Regions from separate parts of the Mus musculus genome. Here regions 1, 2, 3 and 4 are each linked to region 5. Evidence: chromatin contacts called from public Hi-C and promoter capture Hi-C data. All regions are on one chromosome and are shown on one strand. The core of a region is the stretch at or near the end of the contact, and the rest is flanking DNA. Distances in the headings are between cores, read along the strand shown. Region 1 holds the start of Adap1 (ArfGAP with dual PH domains 1). Region 2 holds the start of A430033K04Rik (RIKEN cDNA A430033K04 gene). Region 3 holds the start of Cyp2w1 (cytochrome P450, family 2, subfamily w, polypeptide 1). Region 4 holds the start of Gpr146 (G protein-coupled receptor 146). Region 5 holds the start of Snx8 (sorting nexin 8).

What was found. Promoter capture Hi-C pulls out the DNA fragments that hold promoters and counts their contacts. Hi-C and Micro-C count contacts between places; a contact is called where the count stands out from the background.
Region 1: a promoter capture Hi-C map of pre-B cells shows a contact between it and region 5, with 2.9 times the contacts expected there. The contact joins the promoter of Adap1 here to the promoter of Snx8 in region 5. A contact is called at or near these places in 1 of 39 promoter capture datasets (pre-B cells) and 1 of 115 datasets of contacts at active chromatin or transcription factors (embryonic forebrain).
Region 2: a contact with region 5 is called in a Hi-C map of B cells, with 8 read pairs. The contact joins the promoter of A430033K04Rik here to the promoter of Snx8 in region 5. A contact is called at or near these places in 2 of 39 promoter capture datasets (liver and pre-B cells) and 1 of 484 Hi-C or Micro-C datasets (B cells).
Region 3: a contact with region 5 is called in a promoter capture Hi-C map of cranial neural crest. The contact joins the promoter of Cyp2w1 here to the promoter of Snx8 in region 5. A contact is called at or near these places in 2 of 39 promoter capture datasets (cranial neural crest and pre-B cells).
Region 4: a contact with region 5 is called in a promoter capture Hi-C map of pre-B cells, with 2.2 times the contacts expected there. The contact joins the promoter of Gpr146 here to the promoter of Snx8 in region 5. A contact is called at or near these places in 1 of 39 promoter capture datasets (pre-B cells) and 2 of 115 datasets of contacts at active chromatin or transcription factors (extraembryonic endoderm stem cells and pancreatic cancer cells).

Annotation. Positions count from the first base shown.
Region 1 is chr5:139,323,612-139,327,568 of GRCm38.p6, reverse strand. Adap1 (ArfGAP with dual PH domains 1) reads left to right here and starts at 2,105. Exons shown (of 11, transcript NM_172723.4): 1 at 2,105-2,288. The coding sequence starts at 2,207.
Region 2 is chr5:138,621,048-138,625,018 of GRCm38.p6, reverse strand. A430033K04Rik (RIKEN cDNA A430033K04 gene) reads right to left here and starts at 2,160. Exons shown (of 4, transcript NM_183025.2): 1 at 2,031-2,160. The coding sequence starts at 2,069.
Region 3 is chr5:139,350,188-139,354,352 of GRCm38.p6, reverse strand. Cyp2w1 (cytochrome P450, family 2, subfamily w, polypeptide 1) reads right to left here and starts at 1,737. Exons shown (of 9, transcript NM_001160265.2): 1 at 1,524-1,737; 2 at 351-513; 3 at 1-113. The coding sequence starts at 1,706.
Region 4 is chr5:139,379,200-139,383,279 of GRCm38.p6, reverse strand. It overlaps Gpr146 (G protein-coupled receptor 146), which reads right to left and starts at 2,641. Exons shown (of 2, transcript NM_030258.5): 1 at 2,537-2,641. All of the region lies in intron 2 of 3110082I17Rik (RIKEN cDNA 3110082I17 gene), which reads left to right.
Region 5 is chr5:140,386,963-140,390,736 of GRCm38.p6, reverse strand. It overlaps Snx8 (sorting nexin 8), which reads left to right and starts at 1,429. Exons shown (of 11, transcript NM_172277.3): 1 at 1,429-1,589. The coding sequence starts at 1,496.

The DNA.
Region 1 (3,957 bases), core at 856-3,355, 1.1 Mb after region 5:
GTCACTGGTCCTTAGAGACCAGCTACTAGGCTGGAGTGGCCATCCTGACTTTCAACAGCTCTGGGCTCAGTTCCCAGCCTCTGAGCCTCTGGTGGCAGCTGCTTGAAGACCTACTGTGTGTAAGTTCCTGCACTCACTGGGTGCTGCAGGAGGCACTCAGCCGTCTGAGGCACTTCCTACCCAGTGTGGCCATATGCTCTGAGGAGGCAGACGCCTGGCCTCTGGTTAGATGCCCAACCCAGGCCTGGGAAGTGCTAGGGTATTGGGGCTGGGGTCTACAGCCGAGACCTGGACAGCAGAGGAGAGGACTGGAAGGGCAGAGAAGAGGAAAGCTCAGATGGGTGAATCATCTTTGCTGGCAGCAACACAGGCCTGAGACGGCAGGGTGCAGGCTCAGGCCTTGCTGCCTTTGAGCTGTCCTTGATAGGCCTCGGTCTGGCCCCAGGAAGGAGCTTCCTCACTGACAATTTGTTCTCTTTAGGGAGATGGGGTCTGTGTCTCTTTGTCTCTCGGGTTTGCTGTCACTCTAGTTCTGTCATGCATACGTGTGCCTCAGTTTCCCTGACTATAAAATGGGGGTTGAATAAGAAAGCATAGGTGGCACTCCATGCTTGTTATTTGAGCACTCAAGAGACGGTGGCAGGATTGCTGCAAGTCTGAGACTGACTGGATTACTAGAGACCTGGGACACAACTACTACCATTAGTCTATTTTTGTCTTGATTCTGTATTTTTGTTGCTTGTTTGTTTGTTTGTTTTTAAAGACTGGGTCTCGTATAGTCCAGGTTGTTCTCCTCATACTAGATGTGTAGCTGAGGATGGCCTTGAACAGCGGATCCTCCTGCCTCGACCTCCTGGGCACTGAGAGTAGAGGCATCCGTCAGTACTCCTAGGTTCTGTGGTGCCGAGGACACAATACGCAGCTCGGTGAATGCTGGGTAAGCTCTCTATCCATTGAACCACTTCCCCAGCCCCCAGCAGTCTGCATTTTGCTTCATTCTCCAAGCTCCTGCTGTGTGCCAGGTCTGGAGCCAGGCTCCAGTAGGCTTCAGGAGAAAAACATTAGATCCGTTAAACAACAAGCCTACAGCGCCACCGGCCTCAAGACCTCCAAAATGTGCATTGGGGCAGGTTGCATGTTCTGTCTCCTGATCCCAAAACAAGTTCTGCAATGGCATGACAGCCAGGTCAGGAGGGACAGATGCCCCTGGCAAGACAACAGCCTCAGCAGAGGGCCACCAGGTGGAGTCGGCCAGGATTGCAAACGTTCATGACATCAAAGTAGACACTCAGAAAGACAATGTGCAGTAAAGCAGCATGACATACGTGGTGGGACAAAACGGACCCTTCCTCCCCAGGAAGCAAGAGAGAGCATAACGAAGAGGCTAGGGTCCCAACAACCTAACTTCCTCCCAGTAGCCCTGACCACACTATAGCATCACCGTGGGGACTGTGCCCTTAACCCAGGGGCCTTTGCGGGGCAGGGAACACTGTGGGGCCAAATCATAGAGCAACCAACACCCTGGCTGTGACATATTAGCAGGAGTAGACTCTCAGGAGGCTTTGGAGATGGCTTTCATTTCTCAGTTGGGTGTGGCCATTGGCTTCTAAATGGCTACTATTGCGTTTATAATGGAGAAAATGGAATTTGAAAAGAAATGCTAGGGCCAGTTAAAGAAGCAGACACCCGGCTCTGGGAGGGAGCGGGCCAGAGATCAGGAAGGGTGTGGCCAGTTCTTGTCCTATCTCTTGGAGATGAGACTATAGACTTGGACACGTGTGAGGGTGGAGCCCTTCGATCCTTTTAGTACTGGAATTTGTCATTCATAGGTAGGGCTAGCCTGAGCTGCCCGCGACCTCAGCTTCAACCCAACAGGCACGCTTGCGTGTTGGGTGGCCCATCCTTCCGCAGCGCGGGTTCCCTGCGACCCCGCCCCAGGTGGACCCGTTGAGGCCGGGCTCTCCAAGAGGCCGCTCCCTGTCCGCGCCGCTGGGGGCCGCCCGCGGGCCGCGCCGTCCCGGGCGCGCCGTGCGTTACTCCCCGGTCCCCGCGCGCGCAGCTCCGCTCAGGGCGGCCCCGCGCGGCGACACGATCGGGGCCGGCGCGCGGGCTGAGCGGTGGCGATGGCGCAAGGCGGGCGGCGGGCGCGCGGCGCGGGGCCCTAGCGGGGCGGGCGTGCTCGGGACGGCGCGGTGGCCGCGCAGCCATGGCCGGGGAGCGGCGCCGGGCGCTGCTGGAGCTACTGACGCGGCCGGGGAACACGCGCTGCGCTGACTGCGGAGCCCCGGGTAGGTGCGGGACGGGCGGAGGCGCGGGGTGCGGCCGGGTGGACAGGACTGCGTGGGGGGCGCGGGGGATGGGGACGCGCCACGCGCTGGGTCCTGGCTGGGTTGGGGCGCGGCCCGGGTGCACCTGCCGGCGTCAGGGACTGGCAGTGGTGAGGCGCAGCATCCGGAGGGCACCTCGCGGGCTCCGTGCGACCTGTGCCGCCGACTCCCCTCCCCCGCCGGGCTGCGTGTCACGCTGTCACCCGCAGCCGCCTCCCCTCCCCAGCCTTGCGAAACCTTGGCGTCTCGGGGTATTAAAAAAAAAGAGGAAATCAGCAGGGGCGGTTGGCTTGCAAGGAAAGCGGCCAGTGAGCCCAGGGTGTCTGCCAGGGAGTATGGGGTCCACCTGGTTCCCAGCTACCTGGAGATGACGTCATGGCATCCCTGCCTGGGGCCACCGTCTTGTACAGACTCAAGGCTGGGGGAGGATGCAGAGCCTTGGGTGGCCCTGTGAGGACATTCTGGCCATGTGCCTTTGGCTCTCTCTACCTAGCTTCTCTGGGATCAGGACAGTCGGGGACAGGTGGGAGTCATAGACGCATATGTCAGACATCTTCCAGACTTTGTCCCTTGGTTGCTCCAGGTTTGGAAGGATTTGTAGGGGCCAGAACACAGGGGCTCAGGATTGGCTATGGAAAAAGGGCCGGGTTCTCTGACCAGCTGGCAGGCTCTGAGAGCTGGCCCTCCCAGGCCGATCCTATCTGGGTATGCAGGTGGGGACAGGGCATTTCAGGGATATCAGGGGGCCCTAGCATGAACCCCTCAGAACATACCAGGAATCAATTCCTTGGGGACTTAACTCTATCTCCCTGAGATGCAGGCGGAAAGCCTGCAGTCTGTAAATAGGACCTCCTTCCCATCTCTCCCCCACATCCCCGCCTCTGGGCTGAAGAGTGCCAGCCTGAGGCTGAGAATCTGCTAGCCAATAGTAAGTGCATGCCACCCCAGGGGCCCTGGTGTCCCTGGGAGGAGACATTGACCAAGCTTCAGTGGGAAGTAGGCAAGATGAAGTAGCCCTTTCCTGGTCTCTTGGGGCACCGCAGGGCCCTGACGGTGGTGCAGCGGGGTGGTGCCTCCCTGGTGCTATGTGGTACTGCTGCCAGCTGGCCTGGCTCAGTGGACTCTCCCCACCTCCCTCTCTCAGACCTGCCTTTCAACTTGTTTAGGAAAGCTGGCTATGCTGGAGTCCCCTGTAAGGAGGGCTGATGGGTTGCCCAGCTTCCAAGCCTGACTTGTGGGGGGGGGGCAGCAAACCCCACGAGAGAAGCTGGCCTAACCTCGTATTCCTTGGCCACCCAGCCAGAACAGCTTTTACTTTCCCTAGACCTCCTGGCCTGAGCAGGAGGAAGAAGGGGCTTCCAGAAGGCTCAATAGGAACCACCCTACACCATTCACCTATGTAATGTCCTAGCAGCCCTTTAGCCAGTCCCAGGCCACTGGCTGCCGCAGCTACTGCCCTCTTGGGGCCCAGCCCTTGCTGGCTGTAAGCCAAGCTGCCCATTTTCAGACTTGCCTTATAATAACAGCTTGTTTCTCCCCCTCCCCCACCTGCGAGGCAGATTAAGTATGAGGCTTGTTTCCATTTTATGAGCAGGGAAACTGAGGCCTCAACAGCTTGAACTCACTTGGG
Region 2 (3,971 bases), core at 911-3,410, 1.8 Mb after region 5:
TAGCCCATTAAGATGCACGTGTTTGAATGCTTGGCCATAGGGAGTGGCACTATTAGGACGGCTGGCCTTATTGGAGGAGGTAAGGCTTTATTGGGGGCGGGCTTTGAGGTCTCCTATGCGCAAACTCTGCCCAGTTGGAAGTAGTCCCTTTCTGCTACCTATGGATTAAGATGTAGTACTTTCAGCTCCTTTAGCACCAAGTCCGCCTGCATGCTTCCATGCTTTCCACCATGATGATAATGGACCTGTGAAACTGTAAGCCAGCCCTAAGTGTTAGGCAGGCACAAAAGCACTTGGTTGGTGCTCAACTCCCAGCATTAATGAAGAAATGAAAGGTCACAGACCAGTGTGAACCCTGAAAAGGCTTTGAATGCTCCCCCAGTAGCCACTTGAATCCCACCAGGGACTGGTTATTCCAAACAACAGACCTCCTGTAGCTTCAGCACAGAATAAATATTATCAAAACAATGGAACAACAGAGTTTCTTTTAGATGACAGTATACCAGGACTTTCCTTCTGGCAGCAGGGCATCTGGGTGCTCCCCTGAGAGACTGCACCCCCACACCTCAAAAATCCTCTTAGATGAGGAGAGGACCCAGTGCCCTAGAATAAGATCAGTAAGATCAGCTATCATTACACGACACTAGCATGCAGTTTGTAATTCAAATACTGTGATAAAATATCCAAGGGTTCCAATGCTACAAAAGTCATCTATCGATGGATGTACATGGATCAAAGGATGGTATTGTTAAGAGCAACACAGACATATCAGTATAACAGATAAAAATAGAATTACTAGTTAATTAGAAATTAATTACTATGTAGTAGAAAACACACACACACACAACGAGCAGCACTGGACCTCTTGGCAGCCTTATAGGGCCTTGGCACTTCCATCACACTCTTCCACAGTTCACCCCACATTTCAGGTCTACTCAGTATTGCTAAATACTCCAAGAGACCCGAGACGGGACGATTATAAGCATTTCGGTTCAGGCACTTCAGAAACCTACTACCTGGAAAAGACATGGAGGTGGGGATGAGGACATCTCACAGTTCCTATGGGGGAAGTAGACAAAGGTATTCTCATAAATTGTCCTAGCCTAGAGTGGGGGGGGGGGGGTAGGACAGAAGACACAGTCTTTTTAAAACAAGGACTCAGGGGTTTCTTCTCTACTTTACTCTCTTCACACACAAACATCCTCAGGACTAGAGAGACAGCTCAGCAGTTAAGAGCAATTGCTGCTCTTCCAGGGGACCCGGGGCTTGGTTCCCAGCATCCACATGGGGAAACTCACAGCCTGCTGTAACTTCACTTCAGGGGAATCAATCACACGCCATTTTCTGGCACTGCCCTCATTTGGTGCACTCAGACACACACAGACACACACAGACACACACAAACACACTTAAAAATCAATTTTTCTCGTACCTGGAGGAAAACAAAACTTTTTTTTTTTGAAAAAAATATTGGTTTGAGATTACCATAAGGAAAATATATCATTTGGAATAAATGGGAGGCTTTCAAAAGTGCAGCTGCTCTGCAGAGTACCTGTAGTAAGCCCAGGACCATACAAAATGGGTGAAAGGGGAAATTTTCGTGTTGGGAGTGTGGGCGAGGATGTGGAAGAACAGGTAGTAGACTGCAGTGGAGCTGGCTTAGGTTCTGGGTTTGCGACCCTGTTTCCCATTCATTTGTGAAGTTCGGGCTAGGTGGGCCACGGAGAGAACGAAGGGACTGGGGATTCTAGAAAACATAGTTCCTTTAGTGAATGACCGTCACATTCAGAGACTCTCCCCTGATGATCCACCAAGTCCTCGCCACGCATGATCCGGAGCAAACAGGCAGCCAGAGCAGAGCTGCTCAGAAAAGGCGCCAGAACCCTCAGGTAGAAGGACAGGACGCCCAGGCTCCAGCAACCCCGCAGCCCAGGGGATCCAGATCAGCTGCCCAGGAGGCCTCACCGCAGACCCTGCTCTGCCACAGCGCTTCCCGCACTGTCACCTCCGGGCGCCACACGTACACTCACCATGTCCACTTCTGGGAGCCGCTGGCGTCTTCTCACCATCGCCCAGCACTTACAGCGTCACCGCGCCACCGAAGCTGAGCAACAGCTTCCCTAGCAGCATACAGTGATTCCAATATGGAGGGTCCCAGACAAAGGCTGGTTGACAGCCAAAGCCCGCCCCTACCCTCCGTTTGTGTGTCTGATTGGGCACGTCTTGAGGCTAGGGCCTCTGATTGGACAGAGCTTCAGGTTCTCTGTCCTCTGAAAGACAGTAGTTGGCTCCAGCTCACAGCTGAAGGAGCTCAGGTTAACAGGTTCTTAGCTGCAGCTGTTGGGGACTCTGGCTCCTGTCACGTCTCCAAGTTTGGACTTCTATAGGAGGCCTGACCCTCGGTCTTCTCCAGCTATGGGGTAGCCACGAGTCCTGTCGCGTATATGCACAAAGACTTCAGCCTCTGTTAAAACCTTATGCCTTCAGGTCCATACGCGTTGCTTTTAGCCTGCTAAAGTCCTCTCTGGACCACAGCTCACATTTGCTTTTAATTCTATACATAAAGTCATATGTGATTATGAGTTAAGTATGTGTACATGTGTTTAGTCGAATAAACAAATGGGAAGATGTCCGTTTTCAAAATCATCTCAAAATTTCTGAAATCTGCTCTCATTAGCTTTGCCTTCAAAATGGAAAGAGACTTGTAAAAGTTTTCTTATATTCAGATTAAAAATTGCAGGCAAAGTCAACCTTGGTGGCGCGTGCCTGTATGTACTCCTTAGCACTTGAAAGACAGAGTCAGGGAAATCGCAATCTCAAGTTCAGCTTGGCTACAGGATGAGTTTTATGGCACCTTGGGACGCATATCTAAACCCTGACTTGAAATAAATGAATACACGTGATGTTGATTGCAATGACCCATTGCACCTAAAATATCTTTATAATCTGACCAGTGAAAACTTGATGACTTTTATGTGCTATTGGGACAAGATCTTCAAACGTATTTAGATTCTAGCTTGCCTCCACTCAGAACAGCTACAAAATCCTTTTGAGAGCTATGACTTTCCTGGTCTCAGGAAGTAGAAGGGACTGCTCTATACATATTTTTGTAAGCTCAGCAACATCTAATAAGAGGAGATGGAGATCAGTGTCTATTCGGCACCTTTTGTTAGTCAAGTGACTTGTAAGCAGTATCAAGTCCTCGTAACCTGCTTTTCTCTGTAGTCCAGGGAATGATCTGGGGTTTTGAATAAATGTGTTTACTGAGTATATAGCAAGGAAAAAAAGTAAAAGGATAAATTGCATGTCGTTGATTGACAGAACCAGCAGAGTTTACAATACTCAGTAAGGACAGCTGGAGGAACCTGACTAAGAGAGCTAACAGGCTGGAGAAATGGCTTAAGAACGTTTAAAGTTCTGTCCTGAGGACCAGAGTTCAAATCCAGCACTCATATCAGGTGACTCAAAACCATCTGTAACTTCAGTTCCAAGGGATCGTATGCTCTCTTCTGGCCTTCGGGGCACCTTCATGTACATGTCTGCATACACTTACACAAACACATATATGTACACACACACACACACACACACACACACACACACACAGAGGCACCAAAGTGACAAAATGAGAAATTGGTAGTGTTTACAGTCATGCAGCAGGAGTTGATCAGGGGCCATCAAGGCAGTCACCTGGGGTTCCTGATTATAATCTTTTCCACCATGAATCTTTTCCTGGCTTCTCCTTCCTAATGCAGGGATTTTTACCACAGTATGAACAATAGTAATGTTTGTTGAAAGTGGTTTATCTTTTAGCGGTTGCTATTGATGCACTGTGCTCAATAGTCTAGCATGCTTGTGTTTTGTTTTGCTTTGTTTTGTCTTTTTTGCTCTCCTTGTTACAGAGCTGGCAAGTCAGCCTGACTCAGGACAGGGAGTTTGGGGAGGAGAACAGGGAGGAGGGCCTTCTTGCT
Region 3 (4,165 bases), core at 488-2,987, 1.0 Mb after region 5:
CTCCTGCAGCACCTTGCCCACCATGGATGGCTGTTGCACACCCAGGCTCTGCAGTGTGCGCACCGTGAATTGGCGACCCGCCCTCCAGCGAGCTCCAGAAGAAAAGAAAATGCCTGTCAGGTAGACATGAGCCATGAGTGCCAGCCACGCCCCATCTGATGATGCATGCAGGGAACAGGGGGCCCACTCGGGGTGGGGGGGCAGGCTCAACTCCATGCCCCTCCCATTCGGAGGTTACCCTGGGTCATACTTCTCCTGTCTTGCAATAGGCTGATCCTGTCTCTCCCTAGTACCAATCCAAGAGGCCTAGTCTCCCCCCCATCTGGCAAGGAACCCCAATGCCCACCTACCCCCACCTCGCTGGATGTGCTGGAAGATGGGAATTGGGGGCCGGTCGGCTAGCTCATGCCCGGTTCCAACCAAGGCCTCCCTCACCACCTCATAGCCCGACAGCACCACGGTCTTCTGAGATCCCAGATGGATTGTGAACATGGGCCCGTAGCGTTCTGAGAGCTGGTGGGGACAGACAGGTGTCAGACAGGCAGCCTCCACCCACCCTCTAAGAGTTACATACAGCCGTACTGTATGTAGGCTGGAAGCTTAAGAGCTGGAGAGAACCCCAAGAGCCCCTCCAGTCTCCCCAGGAGGGGGCGCTGTTCAAATGTTCAAACTTCCATCACCCCACTTCAAAGAGAAACCGTTGAAAAAAAATGAGAAAGCTAGAGTGGAATTTGTGGGTCTCACCCAGAGCCATGGCTGGATCTGCCTGATCTCTGCTCCTCAGACTGGGCCCCGAGGTAGGGCCTGAGCCTCTGAACCTAGTGCCGGCAGCCACGTCGGAGTCTAGCCTGACCCACCCTAGGAAAGGTGTGGCAGAGCCACTTCAAGCTAGCTCTGCAGTTGTGTGGACTTCTCTGCAAACAAGAGTCCCCAGACAAAATTCAAGGACCTCCACCCTACTGAGCCAGTTAACCCTGGCCAGTGGCGGTGCAGCCAGCTTACCTTCATGTCTGAGTTCTAGGGAGAAGCCGTACCTAGCTAATACCCTACCCAGACAAGGGCACTGCTGCCCTGCCACATTTCCAACACTTCTAGACACACCTGCCAGTCTCTTCCTCATTGTTCCAGAGCCCACCCTGCTCACCAATCCTGAGCCCTGACCCTTGGCTGCTGTCCTGTCCCATCTATCTATCTATCTATCTATCTATCTATCTATCTATCTACCTACCTACCTACCTACCTACCTACGTATCTATCTATCTATCTATCTATCTATCTATCTATCTATCTATCTATCTATCTATCTATCTTTTATTTGCAATTCTGGGATAGAACCAGGCTCTTGTGAATGCTAAGCAAACACACTACAATGAGCTATCTCCCTAGCCTAGGCCACTCTTGCTTCCAACATCTGCTCTCTGGGACAAGCCTCTGGCATCCTGAATCCCCCCTGGCTTCCCTTGTCAGTGCTGGGACACAGACACCATGTGAGCTGTGAGATGAAATAGGGTCGCCCACCCTACCTCCATCAGTGCCCGGTCTTGTTGGGTCACACCCAGCAAATGCAGGTTCCCCAGGAACGGCAGAGGGCGAGGCCCAGGGGGCCACCGAGGAGCCAGGGAGGGGCTCCGGGTGCAGCCCTGGAGCAGTCCCCACAGCCCCAGAAGTAGCAAGATCCCCCAGACACCCAGGAGCAGCAGAGCCATGTGAACAGCTGGATGGCAAATCCTCAGCTCTCCAGGGGCCCAGTGAGCCCTCTGCCTTATAGCCATCCTCCCCAGGGCGTGCCGGCACCCCACCCACCCCACCACCCCGAGAATGTGGAATGAGCAGTTTGCAGGAGACAGCCCAACAGGAGGCTTAAAGCTACAGGTTATGTGGAATGTGGGGTCTCCTCTGTGGCAGGGGGCCTGGGTTGGGGGCTGAAAGGACCTCTGTCGGCAGTACAGAGCCAAGACGTTTTGGTCACAGGTTATCCAAGCCTGGGCCAGGCGAGGTCAGGCTTCCAAGATACCTACATCCATCCCTCCATGTCTCCTCAGGTTCCAGTGTCACAGTCAGAGCCATGTCTATTCTGTCCCCCACTTTGGGAACCAATAGTTCTCCGTGGCCTCCCGTCAAAGTAGAACTTACGGGACTCTGAGACTAGACCCTCATCCTGAAAGAAAGGATGAGGGTCCCCTGTGTCCTCAGGACCCTAGTGCCCAGCAGGTACACTGAATGCCCTGTGCAGCCATCAAGGACCTCTCTCACCACAAGGACCTCAAAGCTCATAGCCTTCAGAAGCAGTGAGTGTCTGCTGAAGCTGAGGGAGCTCTCACCCCAGCAGCCTGGAGTAAGGGGCACAACCACCCAGACACTGAGGGGCCATCCCATTTAGGAGACCGTGAACAGACCCAGCAGGTGGCTGGGTTTACAGCCCTAGCTGTCTGGGCTCTAATCCTGTCTCTTAAACCCTGGAGGCCTCACTGGGGAGGAGGTGCCTCTGTGAGAAAGGGCTCTGCGGGCGGGTGGCTCTTGGCACCAGAAGTAGCTGGGTTGCTTCCCCGCAGCCTGCCTCAACATGAGGCACCTGGAGTCCTACCCCCCAAGCAGGGCCCCTCACCACGGGGCCTATTCCCTGGGGTGTTATCCACGCCCTGCACAAATGCTGAGCTGAGGAAGGCGCAGAAGCCATCCGCAGTCCTTACAGCCAGGTCTTGTCTGTGGAGAGAAGCCCAGCCTAGACTGCATTCACCCTAGCACCTCTCTTCCCTGCAACAGCGTGAGCCTGGGCTGCGACAGCTCCCTGTCGCTACTGTGGATGTCTGGGTCATGTTTCAACCAACTGCCACCAAGGCCACTTACAGAATATCCAAGCTAGGGCCCCTACCCAGACAGGAAAATCTACATAATCGCTGCAAGAAATCCTTATTGAGCAGTTGCTATGTGCCAGACTTGGCCAGGAGCGAGGGCTATGGAAATCAGAGGCAGAGGGACCAACAGGACTCTGATGTCACAATCCCAGGGGAGGATTGGTGTGGCTCCGTTTGCTTGTATTGGAAAGGAGGAAGTCAAGGCAGATGGTGTGCTGTGGTGTCTGCACGGTAGCTGGTGAGCTGAGATTTGCCTGGCCATCAGGGACAATGAATGGGATGTGGAGGTAGGTGTAGAAAAGCCAGGCAGGGTGGGACAGGAGACTGTCAGGATGATCAGGGCTGGAGTCTGCAGCCCCTCCGGGAGCAGGCACGAACTCCCATGCCAGCATGAGAGTCCCCATGGCTTCAGCGAAGACCCCAGAGTTGCCTGGGTGAGTTAAGTGTTCTGGTGTCCAGGCATCTCTGGACAACTTCCCCCGCAGTGTCCATGCTTCTGCATGGCTGGCTGGTGTGGCCCAAATCCTCCTGCTTCTGCCTCCCAGGGCTGGGATCGCAGGCAACACCACTCAGCTACCTTGGGAGTTATTTTGGGGAAGGAATTTTGCTGTTTGTTGTTATGGTGGTGGTGGTCTTGATACAGGGTCTTGTGTAGCTCATGCTGGCTTTGAACTCCTGCTCCTCCAGCCTCTCCTTCCCTAGGGCTTAGATTACTAGTATGCACCATGAACAGTTGAAAAGGTCTGTGTGTGTGTGTGTGTGTGTGTGTGTGTGTGTGTGTGTGTGTGTGTGTCCCCATATGTGCAGGTTCATGTGTGTGAGTACAAACACACACATACCACAGCCCGTGTGTAGAGGTCAGAGGATGACGTCTGGTATCAGTTCTCACCTTGAACCTTCTTTGCAATGGGATCCTTTGCTTGTAGCTGCCTACGAGCTGGTGTGAGGGCTTCTGGGATTCCCGCTGCTCTCTCACCTCCTATCCTGCTGTAGGAGCGCTGGGATTGGGGGATAATTTCACATCCCTCTTCACATAGGATCTGGGATCCTCAGACTTGCACAGCAAGCATGTAACTCTTGAGCCACATCTCCCCAGCCTCACCTTGTTGATTCAGACAGGCTCTCTCCCTGGCCTGGAGCTCACCAACTCTGCTAGGCTGGCTGCCCAGCTAGCCTTCTAGGGTGTTTGCCTCAGCCTCTTCAGCTGCATTACTAATGTGTACCACATGCTTTTTTGCCTGGCCTTTTGCATGGGTACTGGGGATGGAACACAAGTCTTCACGGTTGCACAGCTTGCCCATCTATTCTCC
Region 4 (4,080 bases), core at 1,392-3,891, 1.0 Mb after region 5:
CAGAGGGCCATCTGCTGCTCTAGGCCTGCTGGATTGCTATAAGGGGACCTGCTTGCTGTGCACCGGGAGACTCAACTTTGGCTGCATGTTTTAAAATTAAGTGCTTCAAAAATGACTTCTAGATGTTTATTTCCCTTTGTAGTGATGATCAGAAGCCTTGGCAAACAACACTCAGCGGTAGGAGCTCACAGCTCAGGAAGGCAGAGGCTGTGGCAGGCATTTTGCGCACGCACGTGGATTGCTCAGGCTGATTCCTGTAACCGCCCCTGCCTTCCTGGCCTGTGATAAGAAAGCTGAATGACGTACATGAGTGGTTTGGATTCTCAGAGCCTCTTGCTCTCCCCAGTTCACACTGCAGAGGAAGGAGTGCGGCCAGGCAGTCTGCTTTGGGTCCATTGAGCACAGCAGCCTATCTCTCTGTGTGCAGAGGAGCAAGCTTGGGCCAGGCAGCTTGCTTAGATACAACATAAAAACAGCGCCCTGTCTCTCTCTGAAGAGAGCTGCTGCCAGCTGCAGGAGAGCTGGGTGGGGGATAGAGAGGCTGAGACCAAATTACTTCTGCCTCAGAGCAGGCAGGGTGCCTATATGGGACCCTGGGCTGCCTTTTTCCCTGGAGGAAGAGAGAACTTATTCTTCTGCTCACAGTTTACTTGTTAACTTGGATTCTTTCCCTGACTAACACAGTTTGAGGCCTGTAGCCTCAACTACAGACACAACACCAGGAGGAGGTAGTGGGAAATAAGCAACAACAACAACAAAAATAGATAAATAGAGGCGTCCTCAGAACAAGGAGCAAACTCAGAACAGATAGTCTCCGTTTCAGTCACCGGGTAGGCGTGCACCCCCATCTGGGCTCCTGATAACCTCAGCTTTTAAAAAAACCTGGGTGTGGCTTCACCTGCAGGGAAGTGCTCAAAGCCACAGATCTTATCATGGCTCTGGTGGTTATTTTTACTCATCTTGTCACATTTGCTCCCATCACAACAATGCTCTGCTGGGTTTACAGCGCTCCTAATTCAGATGGGGAAACTCCTGTATGAAAGGGTCCCCAGAGTGGACATTGGGGTGCACAGGTCACTCTGCGTCTCTGCTGAAAAGTCAACCACGTCTCTCTGCAGACCGAGTCCTCTCTGCCTTTTGAAGCCTCTGTGGTGCTTGGAGTCCTGGGCCACCAGGGCCTTTGAGAGCTCAGAGACACATGTGACCCAGTGCTGGCCAGCCAGACTTGTAGGTTGAACTGTCCGGCTGCTGGGTCAGGACAGCTCGAGCCACAGGGAAGCTGAGAGGCTGCAGGCAGGAGCAAGTAACTAGGGCAGGTTAAGGAAAACAGGAGCCTCACTTGTGAGCACAGATCTCACTCCCCCAAGGGCTTGGCTTCATGTCTCAGTATGTTTGGGTCATTAAAGGAGGGGATTATGCTAGGACATTGTGGGGTAAGGAAGGAGAGAATGCCCAGGGAGCTGCAAGAGTCTCCTCCAGTCTGTGAACCACACAGGCATCCCCTCCCAACTACTCAGCCTACACATTCTGACCTAAATCCCCATGCATCCCCACATTAGGTTTAGCTGGATGTGTCGCAGCTTTCTTCATGAGCCCATTCAAGAGTCACGGGGAGCCGGGCGTGGTGGCGCACGCCTTTAATCCCAGCACTCAGGAGGCAGAGGCAGGCGGATTTCTGAGTTCGAGGCCAGCCTGGTCTACAAAGTGAGTTCCAGGACAGGGCTACACAGAGAAACCCTGTCTCGAAAAACCAAAAAAAAAAAAAAAAAAAAAAAGAGTCACGGGGACACTGATACACTGTACCCTGGGAGCAACCAGAGGTTCTAGTTTGGAAATCTGGACCTTGTGGTTGTTCTTCAAAGACTTACATGGCAGGTTAGGATAATGTGACTGTACCCTTAGTGTAATTATTAATAGTGTTTCCTTGCACTCACAGAGATAGTGCCTGGTCCCCTATGGGTGGAGTGGCCTCAGGACACGTCCAGAGGCGTTTCAATAGGATTAACTTATAGTTCTTTCAAGCTAGCTTAACCCCAGGTTATCAGTGCCTCTGATACATGGAGGTGGACATAGATGTCAGGTTGCTGGATCAGGACGAGAATAGGAATGCAGCTCGCAAGAACATAATCACAGACCGGGGCGCGCTAAATTGGCAGGTGCTGTTCTGGACAGCGGGTACTAAGTTAGTCCTAGTCAGCAAGCCTGAGGACCGAAGAAACTGTATCCCTTCACTTGGGGTTCTAGTTGCTGGTACTGCCTCCCGTGCCCGATGAATGTTCAGGGCCGATGGCGCAAGTTCCGCTATCTCTACGCACGGGTTCCAAATGTCCTGACGCTCTTAACCAACAGAAGGGACGAAGATGGTAACCGTAGCGTCCTAGGAGAGCCCGTCCGCCTCCTCGGGCAGCAAACCCACCGCCCGCCGCGGGTTCAGGACCACACTCCCTGTCCCTGGCGTCCACCCAGCGCAGCCTGGCGCGGTCTCCTCCCGCCTGGAACAGAGCATTAGGGGCTCCCCTCCCCGGGCCCCACTCACCGCTCGCTGGGCGGCGGCCCGCGCACCGGCCGCGGGCGGGCAGCTGGGCTTGCAGGAGGCAGCGGAGCTCACGGCGCGCACGCCGTGGGGGCTGTGTACACACGTGACCCCGTCCCGCCCCCGGGGGCTGCTCGCGTGGTCCCGCCCCCGCCCGCCGAGCAACGCCGTCAGGCCCTGCCCTCTCTCCCGACCCACAGCTCGGTGGCTCCGCCCTTTTCTTGGAACCGGTGCTTAGTTCCCGCAGGCTCCGCCCCCAGTCCGAACGGACAATCCCCTTGGCCAGCCACGGCCGGCCGCCTTAATGCTGGAGGGCGGCGCACCTGCCCCCATTAAAGTTTGTAATTTCCCCGACCTGTGCTTCCCCGGTCCTAGAGGCGTCTAAGTGGAGCTGTCCGGAGAAAACAGCTCCGACCCACTGTGTAGCTGCTGTCCAACATGAAAGTGGGAATGGTGCCATTTAGAGTATTTGCCTAACAGTCAGGAAGCCCGGCGTTTAGTCCTCAACACCACATAAGCCAGGGGTAGTGGTGCGTGCATACATGTAGTCCCAACACTCAGGAGATAGAGCAGGGAGGATCAGAAGTTCAAGGCTGTCCCTGGCTACATAGTCACCTGAAGGGTATCCTGGGATACATGAGATCTTAAAAAACAAAGAGTAACAACAACAAAATACACACACACACACAGATAGCCTAACTGGGCATGATGGTGCCCATCTATAATCTCAGCACTCAAGAGGCAGAGCAAGGACTGCCATAAATCCAAGGCTGTTGTAGCTTACATAGCAAATTCTGGGCCAACTGGGGTTGCAAAGTAAGACTGTCAAAAGTGGGGGGAGGGTCCTGGAGTTGTTGGCCCAATTGCAAGCAGGAGGACCTATGTTTGATCCCTCAGAACCCATGTCAGAAAGGTTGAGTGTGGTAGCATGTGCTTGTAGTGCTAGGGAGGTGGCAGGCGCTGGGGCCCTTTGGGCCAGCCTATCTAACTTTCACATTTCAGGCCACCAACCACCCCCACCCCCAAAAAGCCAACCCTGTCTTATAAAAAACAAGGTGGACAGCACCTGAGGAATGATGGCCAAGGTGGACCTCTGGGCTCCATAGGCACATAATCTAAAATGAAAGTAAACCATAAATAATTGACCCTCAGGATTCCTGGTGAGACTCTGAAGTGTCAGGGTTCCTGGGCCTTCCAGAGGGTTCCTGTGAGGTTTCACTCACAACTGGGGAGTGCTGCTGGTGAACCGAGCACCCTCCTAGTGCAAGGCCCCACTGGCTGCCTGCTCTGCACCACCCGAAGCACAGCACAGATGTTCAGAGTAAGAGGGCCCAGCCGCCGACTCGGCTGCGGGCGGTCCTCCCATTGAGCAGGCATGTCCCCGAGCTAGACATCTTGGACATGGTAGGGTGTGTGAATTGCTGTCTGACCTCGTGCTCTGAGGTTGATATTTGAAAAATCCCACAGAGCTGGCCTCCCTCGTGCTGCAGGGAGGGCTCCTAAGGGTCAGGCATGGCCCCTGCTCGGGCCGTGTACTCAGTGGTCAC
Region 5 (3,774 bases), core at 180-2,679:
CTGATGGAGTCGAGACAGGGTTTCTCTGTAGCCCTGGCTGTCCTGGAACTCACTTTGTAGACCAGGCTGGCCTCAAACTCAGAAATCCACCTGCCTCTGCCTCCCGAGTGCTGGGATTAAAGGTGTGCGCCACCACACCCAACTGTTCTGATGGAGTCTTATTAATAACCCTCTTCTTCTCCCAGATATTTTTTTGCTTTTCCTTTACTTGAGATAATGTATCTATATGCAGTTTAGGTTGCCTTTCTTTTTTCTTTTTCTCCTTCTTTCTTTTTCCTTTCTTCTTCTTCTTCTTCTTCTTCTTCTTCTTCTTCTTCTTCTTCTTCTTCTTGTTCTCCTCCTCCTCCTCTTCCTCCTCCTCCTCCTCCTCCTCCTCCTCCTCCTCCTCCTTCTTCTTCTTCTTCTTCTTCTTCTTCTTCTTCTTCTTCTTCTTCTCTCTCTTCCTCCTCCTCTTCTTCTTCCTCCTCCTCCTCCTCCTCTTCCTCCTCCTGCAGTTCTAGACTCAGTCCTCATATTCAGCCCCGGGTCAGACACTGCTCCTGTGTGCTCTTACATCCTTGCTTCCCTCTGTCAGTCAGAGGGCCAGGCCTGGAGGTATGTATGTTCAACTTAGCTCCTAGGGAGGCTGAGGCAGGAGGATGTTCTGCCTTAGCTACAGAGTGAGTTCAAGGCTAGCCTGGCTAACTAGACCCCGAGTCAAAATAAATACATAAAGCTCAACGTCCTGGTGTGCATCTTCAATCCCAGCACTCAGGAGAGAGAGGCAGGCAGATCTTTGAGTTTGAGGCTAGCCATAGTGAGTTCCAGGACAGCCAGGGTTATATATTGAGACCCTATCTCCAACAATATACAAATAAATAATAAAGGGCTGGTGATACATAGCACAGTGGTAGAGGGCCAGCTCAGCATGTGGGAGCCTATGGGCTCAATCCCCAACAGAAAGGAGAATGGCCTGGTTATCTGCAAACAATTATGGAATGTTGTTCCTCATCAGTAATCTTCAGAGACCTATTATAGTCAGAAGACCTACTCTCTAGCCATGTTTCACGCTCCAAATCCCAGAAGGTACTAGAACACTGTTCTAATGTCCGTAGCACCTTTCACAGGGGCTGCCCCGGAATTCACAGAGCATGTGTGAGTGGGCAAGCGAATGCAAAAATGAATGGCAGCGTGGGTCAGAGGGTGGGCAAGAAGATGAGTAACAGCTGCTGGCTAAGAGCGGGGAGGTGGGTGCGCACTGGAGGGAGGTGGCACTAAGCAGCTGGGGCGGTACTCGCGCTAGCACTCAGTCTTGGACCAGAGCTGCTGAACGCTGCCCCGGCCGCGGCCACGTGGTTGGGGCGTGGCTCGTGGGTAGGGGCGTGGTCTTACTGCTTGGGGTGAGCGGAGGGGCGTGGCGAGGTTGGCATGGGCGTGGCCACGCCGGACAAGAGCTGGCGTGGGCGGGGCTGGCCGGGCGGGCGCGGGAGGAAGTCACGTGGGCGAGCGGGCTCACATGACTGGCCGCGCGATGGACCCGCTGCCCTCGCCGGCAGTCGCTGCAGCTGCTGAGGCGGAGGCTGACGAGGAGGCGGATCCGCCGGCGACAGGTAGGGCACGCGGCCCGATGGCCCTGTGCGGAGAGCCAAGTGCTTCACACTCGGGGACCACCTGTCAGTGCCACACCTCGCCTGGCCGGGGTGGGGGGGTGGACATTCTTGGGGCCAGCCTCTTCCCGCTGCTCCCTGGGACGCTGCTCTTCAGCCCTCCGTTAGCGAGCGGCCGTGTGGAGTTGCACCTGGGTCTTTTCTGACCCCACTTTGGAGACGTGGTCTAGAGAGTGGTTTATATTCATGTGTGACCATGTCCAGGGAAAGGGATGTGTCTTTGGTATCAGACTCTTTTTCCTGGGGTCCCCGGCTTTGTGGACTGTGGGGACGCATCCATGTGGCCAGAGGCGCAAGGGTGGAGCTGGGCCTGGTGTGTGCCAGCCAGGTCTGGCCAAGTGTCGCTGAGTATGGCCATCTAGAGCATTGGTGGAAAGACAGGTTCTTCTCTTGGGACGAAGGGTTTAGGGTAGTACTTTTAACCCCAGGGGAGGGAGGAGGATGTCAATGAACGCCTCTGAAGAATGGAGAGAAGGTGAAACTCCCCTCGGAGTTGGTCAACAGTCTTTGGGTCTTGTTGGGTAAAACATTGTATTTTTGAGGTTGTATGTTTGAGCCACCACTTAAGTCCCTATACCTGGGCGCCTTGAGAAAGGGAGACTGATCCAGAGCTACTTATGCCTTTTAAGAATGCTTTTTTAAAAAAATATTTCTAACTGTGTATATGTATGTGTGTGTGTGTGTGTGTGTGTGTGTGTGTGTGTGTGTGCGCGCGCGCCCTTGGAGGACAGATGTGTTAGATTCCCGAGAGGCCAAAGTTTCACCTGCCTGTTAGCCACTCAGTAGAGCTGCTGGGACCCAGACTCCTGTCCTCTGCAAGAGCTCTGGAGCCTGTGCTCTGAGCCCCTGCCTGACTCATAAAGCAATTCCTTGTGGCTTGTAGCAGTGGTGATGGGTTAGAGCTCTCTTGGCAAATTTGGGATCTTCCATATTACTTCCTAGAGAACTCAGCTAATGGCTGACGTTAGGAAGGATTTCGTCTAGATTTTTGACAGATCTTGGGCAGTGGTGTGACTTGTGTGTTAGTCACAGCCATGTAGTCCTTCACGATTGACAGGCCATCCCAGTAGCCACGTAAGTAGGAAAATGGGTTTTTCAACCTGTCACTTCCTTCTGTATGTATGAAACTTGGCACCAAGCTGGTGATGTGGCGAAGGAGATTTTCTTCCTTCTGCAAGAAACTTAGTTGGAGTGTGTCTTGGTGGAGCCTTTGGCTGGATGGACTAGAGTCAAAACACCTTTGGGAATCACTCTTGGGAAAACGTATTCTTGTGTGTGTGATGTTCTTGAGAACAGTGTGGCATGGCACAGGGATGGCAGTCAGAGGACAGCTTTGTGGAGTCACTTCTCTCTTCCACTGTTCCTTGAGTTCTAGGGATGGAGCTTGAGGTGGGTGGGCTTGTGTGTGTGAATGCAGGTAGCCACTGAGCCCTCTCACCTGGTCCCGAGGATGGCTTTGCTTTCAGAGGTAAAGAGCTCAGGCAGCGAACTTTCACAGGTTGATTTTCACTTCACTTCCTCTTCCTCTTCCTCATCCTCTTCCTCCTCCTCTTCCTCTTCCTCCTCCTCCTCTTCCTCCTCACCTTTTGCCTAGTAGCCTCCACCTTCACAGTTGGCTGATTTTTGACATCTCAAAGGATTAACTAGTGTGACTTATGGGTACATAGCAGATTTCCACTTTGGCTACCCCTTCAGAGCTGCCGGTAGTAGTCATGCGTAAAGTAGTGTTTGTGTTTGTAGCGGTTTGGAACTGCTGGGAGGAAAATGGGCTCATTGTGGTTTTCAGCACACAGATCCATTATTCGAAAGGTGAACCGTGTATACGCTGCAGGAGATTGGTCCTCAGGAGAACTGAACTTAGTGTGCTGACCTGCCTGGTCTTGAGCTCATAGAGGTCAGCCTCTGTCTCCTGACTGCAGGGATTAAAGGCATGTGCCACCACAATCAGCCTTATTTGTTTATTTTTGAGACAGTGTCTGCTATGTAACTCAGGTTGGCCTCAAACCCATAGTCCTCCTGTTCTCCGTATCTTGTCTTCTGGATGCTGAGATTGTAGGTACATGCTATCACACATGGCTGCACCTTGTGTGAGCAGAGGTCAGTGGTCCAGAGCAAGTTACACTTGCCG